Linked DNA regions of Sus scrofa: region 1 is linked to region 2. The links are chromatin contacts, called in public Hi-C maps. All regions are on one chromosome and are shown on one strand. Each heading gives the region's core, a stretch centred on a gene start, on an enhancer-like site or on the middle of the called end of the contact. The rest is flanking DNA. Distances are from core to core; before and after follow the strand shown.

Region 1 (2,700 bases), core at 3-2,502, 46 kb after region 2:
CTGAGCGGGGTATAGTGCAGGTAAAATCTGAGCTGTAGATGAAGAGTGAAGAAGCCATTGGGATATAAGTCCTTATGTAAGAAGTCAAGCTTGTAGCTCTACATTTTATAACTATAAAACAAAGTTCCTCAAGTTGTCTATAAAGAACCCCCTTAGAAATATCAGGACTTAAAAAAGATATGCCATCTCCCATGAAATGTGGCCATCAATGTCAAAGCCTTATGCATGAATTGGTTGTCATGGAAAGCATGCCCCAACTGAATTGAAACTACTGAATGCATCTAAAAGATGGGCTACTTTGTTTGGTGGAGCTCAACTCTCTATACCAGGCTCTTTTCACTTTGGATCCAAGGAAAATTAGGACGATCTGGAATATTCTTCCTTTTAAGACAATGCACACCAAAGATTCTGAAGTGTTGCTCTTGCTTGGGAAAGGCTATGTCCCTCGATTGTGGGATCTTGCCTATCTTATCCAGACTCTTTGTCAGTCAGAGCCAGCATAAAAGGGGTAGTCCATGTGTATTTAGGGCTCTGGCAAAGGCTGACAGCGGTGCATGCCCCACCTCAGTGGCTGTCACTTGCCTTGATTTAGTAAGTCTTGAGATTTGACAACAGGTCTTGTGAGGCAGTCTCCCTCAGAGCTGCTTCTTTGGAATGTTCTTTCCCAAAACTTCCCTTCAGCCTCTTTGACTTTCTCTTTTATGTGATTCTTCCAACCACACAGAGGACGAACTTATCCCTTATCCCTGTCATTGTTTACATGTAAATCTGCATCAACTTTAGGCAAATACAAAGAGTGGCTTGGTTGGTTCTATAGTAAATTCTAGTCCCATTGTCTCTGGCTTGAAGAATAACTCTAGAATTGTTAAGGAGTGAACCCACTGGACACTTTGGTGATTGTCATGGTAATAAAGAGTCTCTACGCACTGGAATCCCAGCAGGGAGCTGCAGGCTGAGTCAGAAACAAAGTTCTCACCAGGAACTGCAGGCTCTCCTCCTCCACCAGGCTCTGTCTCTTCCCTTCCCAGGTCAAAGCCAGGGCTAGTGGTTACTTGCACTAGTGGTAAGTAGTAATGTTCACCAAGTTCTAACTAACTAAACCAGGCATTTTGCTTGGTGTTTACAAGGCCTCATAACAGCCCTATGAAGTAGGTGCTATTTTTATCCCAGCTTTATAAATGAGGAAAGAGAGGTCTAGAGAATTGCAAAACTTGACCAAGGTCACCCGGTTGTTAGTGGGGAGCAGAACTGAACCTGAGCAGTCTGCCAAGTCCTGTGTTCTTAACCACTGGGTTCCCTTGGACAATGCTGAGGTTCATAGAACAGAGCACACGTGGTTTCTTTTTCCTATCCCATGATTTATTGGACAATGGCTTTGCCTAGCTAGTGAAACTGGCAGTGCTAACGGCCTGAACCTAGCCAGAACACCGATTGGGACTTGAATCCATGCACTGGGACTTGATCCCGGCCTAAACCCAGATTGGGACTTAAACTCAAGGTTTTAAAGTAGAATCACTCACCCTGTGTCTGGACTCAGGTTCAGGTTCTTCATGTCTCCACGCAAAAGGAATTCAGCAAGAGATAAAGTGATAGGCAAGAAATAGGTTTATTAGGATAGGACGCTTGTGAGAGATGCCAGCTTGTGAGAGATGCCAGCAGGCAGGCAAGGAAGCTCTGCCCCCAGGATCCAGTGGGCTACAGTTTTTATCATCCAAGGGGAGTGGGGATTGGAAAAGCCCACCTCTTCCTTTCTGGGAGTACTGGCTTCTCCTGGGTATCTGGTAAGGTGCGTATTCAAATGAGCAGAAGGGCTGTCCTCAAACTCCTACCCCTGGTCTGAATCTGAATGCAGACCTCATCCCATCCCCCACCTAATGACCTGAGGCAATTCTCAAGGCTCCACTAAGGGAGCAAGCCTGCCTTGTTCTGATGGCTTTTTTTGAGCAATTTATTGACTTACAGTGATCTCCCAGTGTCCCCTAAGTTTCCCTCATTATCTGTGGTCCTTTATTGGGACTTCTAAAACTACTTGTGTCTACTCCATCCCTATCACTAGTATCCATGTCCCCTTGGGTACAAAAAGTATCCTACCCCCTGCACAGGCACTCTTTGGGTAGCTGACTCCAGAATGTTGCAGACAAGGAAGAAGTTTTATTACATCACACGGGAAGCAGCACAGAGACAATGACTTCCCAGAATGCAGAGCAGCACTTGCAGGAAGGATTTAACTGATTATTTTTCTTTCCCTGCCAAGAGCTTTGGATTTTGGTCTTTCTAGAGCCTTCCCTATCATAGGATCTCACACCAAGGGAAGAAGGCATTCTTCTAATAAGCATGGGTAGGTTCTGTTTGCCTTCAGCTGTGTTTGCCTTAGAGGAAAGGGAACTATATGGGTCTTTTCATTGCATAGAGATATTTAGTAATAATAGGGGAAAGCTAGAGCTATAAATGTAACTGTTGAAGACTGTTCTTAAAATATGCACTTTGAGAGAAAGCAGGCAGTGAGACAGGGAATCCTTTGCAATTAGTGAAAAATTCCTCACCATCTGGGACAGACAATCTGGGAGGTAGGACAACTTGGGAAGGAAAGGGAATCTGGATGTGGCAGATTAGAGATGCTGTGAACGGGATCACACTGCTCCCTTCAAGAGGTTTCATCTAGGTCCTCTCCCCTTGAATCTGGATGGGTTTGTGATGGCT
Region 2 (2,700 bases), core at 65-2,564:
ACGGGCTCACCGTGGGAGTAGGTGCGGGAACACCAGGTCCTTCTAGAGCCCTGTACCTGGGCATCACCTCACTCACAGGCATTATCAATATCAACAGCTAGAAAGCACTTAATAGGCACCCACAGGTATTGTTAATATCAACAGCAAGTACTTAACAGGCACCCACTGTGGACCACACACATTAACCTGATTCAAATTAACCCAGAGGTGACTATTTCAGTGGAACTGTGCGAGTCATCCTAAGCCACACGGTGTAACACGGTGCAGGTGGGGGGGGGGATTCGAACCCAGATTGCTCTGGCATTCTCTGCAGCCCCATTCTTCAAACTTGGACAGATGGTCCCGGTTGTCCTGGACTGGCCTAGCCATGTGTTCACCTTAAGGCTCCTCATACATCTCCCACAGGGCCCCCTGGCTTCCAGCGTGTGTGGGCACTGGGTAAAGAGCACCCCATCACCTAGTGGACACCTGGGCCCTGGCAGACAGGGGGGGGCGCCCAGACTTCCAGAAAAGCCTCCTGCGTGTTGCCCGGCCTAGGGTCTGCTCACCTGGTACGGAGGAGCCGGACACCTCCATTTCCGCTGCACAGAACCTGCCTGGGGATCCCTCTTCAGGGCACTGGCTGGAGGGAGCACCTTGGGCTCCCTGCCCCCTCTTCTCACCCCCTGGGCCCTGCCGGTCCTGGCCCTGCCCCCAGCCCCCATGTGACCAGCGGGCAGGACTAGGAGGAAGCTGCCCAGGCGGAACATTATCAATCAGGTCCAGGCTCCCTGGCTCCTCGGTGCCTCCGGGGATGGTGCGTTGATGGCCGTTCTTGGCCTGCTAAGAGGCTGCCGCAGACTCTGCTCAAGAAATGTTTCCCCAGTGAGGCTGACCTCTGCCAGAAAGGGCTGGGGCTGGGCGGCTCGCGGCGGCAGGCCTGGAGTTTGACTTGGTGCAGAGCGCCCCCTGGTGGGCACAAGCCGGCACTGTCTCCCACGCCCCTGGACAATTGCCTCCTTCACAGCCCCAGCTCTGTACGCATTCCTCCCTGCCTCAGGACCCCCCAAGCCCCAAATCGCCCCACCCTGATCTGCAGCCTCACCTTCTCCGGGCCATGGGCTGCTCGCAGGTGTACGGGATTCCTGGGGCTTCCTACACAGTCTTCCTCTGAGAAGCTGGACTCCGTGCTGCGCTGCTCAGTTCTGTCTTGAGTACCGGGAGGAAGTTGGGGCTGGAGAAGTCATTAGCAGGGGAGGAGCCCTCAGGTTGCGGAGGGAGGAGCTGAACCACTTCCCAAAGTTCCAGCATCACCAAAATCTCCCCCATTCTGTGGATAGGGAAAGAGATCAGAAAGGTTCAGTGCGTTTTCCAAGGTGACGGATTACAAGCGACATCCCTGCGATTTGAAATAAAGGCCAGTTGATTCGAAAGCCAAGGCCAAGGAGGGAAGCAGGCAGATGGCCCTCCATGATCTGCCTCTCAGTGGAGCTCTGGTGGACAGAGAGCCCTCTCTCCAAGGGTGGGCCGGTCTCCTCTTCACCTGGACTCAGAATGGCCCCACTCTTGTTCCTCCCTGATGAATGCAGGGGAGGCCGGCTATGGCCTGGTAGCCTTGGAAAGCCTGATTCGGCATCTGGGCAGAGCCAGGGCTGGGGTAGAAGCTCGGTCAGGCCAGCCTCAGGAAGGTGGTGATGGCAGAGGCAGGTGATCACCCACCCTAAGTATGCGGTAACCTCCCACTGGCCCCTGGAGGCTCCTGGGAGTGAGGCAGGGTGGACCTGGGTGGAGAGGAGTTGCTGGTACAGGTCCTGCTGCAAGGACAGAACTCAGGGCTTTCTGAAGAGCCAGGTGTAGCGTCCTGCTCTTGGACCCTCCTACTGGGAATTGAGTTGGCAATCAGCAAACTAGGCCTTCTCTGTGCTTGAATGGAGGAGGGCTAACTCTCTGTTCAGACCTGCTGGGGGAGGTGGTGGAGCTGGTGTGGAAAGAATAAGGGCATTAGAGTCAAGCAAAGTTGAATTTGAGTCCTGTCATGGACACTTCTTAGCTGAGCCCCTGGGTAAGTTGCACTGTGTCCCTGCACTCCATTCCCCATCTGTAAAATGAGAATAATGCTGCTGACTCCAGGGTCTGTTGTGAGGTAAGTCATGCAAAGAACTCAGCTAAGTGCTCAGCTCTGGTCCTCACACCCCGATGCAGCCAGTGGCACTTAACAGGGATCTAGAAAGGGCTCGTTTCCTCCATCAGCAGCAGCAGCTTTAATTAGGGCAGTATTTGGTTCTCAAACTGGGATTCCTGCACAGTCTAATAAATTGTGCAATTTAATTTAATGTGATAAATTTAAAAATAAGACCATTTTAGAAGGTTTTATACTCAAACACTCTCAGGTGATTTTAGTGCCAGAGTCGCTGTCCGTATTTAAAACCCAATTGGCAGCAGGTGGCAGAGAATCTGGCAGAGAATTTCTTTCATGTGTGGCACTTAGGGCTCTGGTAGAGTGGGTCTCCAGGGGAGCCAGCAGCCCACATGGGGCTTCCTCTTGGGAGAGTTTTGGTGGTGGGGTGACTGGGTGGTGACCCACAACCCTCACCAGGAATTGGGCACCATCAGTGAGCTCACTGGCTTCCATAAAATCAGGGTTCTGTGTAGCGGTTCTGAGGGCTTTAGAAGCCCCCAGAAATCAGGGTGGTCACACAACAACCCTCTAGAGACCTCTGT

What was found. Hi-C and Micro-C count contacts between places; a contact is called where the count stands out from the background.
Region 1: a contact with region 2 is called in a Hi-C map of alveolar macrophages, with 1.7 times the contacts expected there. The contact joins the enhancer-like site here to the promoter of ARHGAP22 in region 2. A contact is called at or near these places in 1 of 5 promoter capture datasets (liver), 9 of 47 Hi-C or Micro-C datasets (alveolar macrophages, blood, fetal heart ventricle and 3 more) and 1 of 2 datasets of contacts at active chromatin or transcription factors (alveolar macrophages).

Annotation. Positions count from the first base shown.
Region 1 is chr14:89,375,824-89,378,523 of Sscrofa11.1, forward strand. All of the region lies in intron 2 of WDFY4 (WD repeat- and FYVE domain-containing protein 4), which reads left to right. Among named protein-coding and RNA genes, the nearest start is that of WDFY4, 24 kb to the left of the region's middle. Within about 2 kb of position 1,253, at least 10 of the 83 cell types and tissues checked have an H3K27ac peak or open chromatin away from gene starts, as enhancers often do. A contact at or near this core is called in alveolar macrophages and liver, where this site is marked.
Region 2 is chr14:89,330,074-89,332,773 of Sscrofa11.1, forward strand. It overlaps ARHGAP22 (rho GTPase-activating protein 22), which reads right to left and starts at 1,315. Exons shown (of 11, transcript XM_021073072.1): 1 at 1,085-1,315.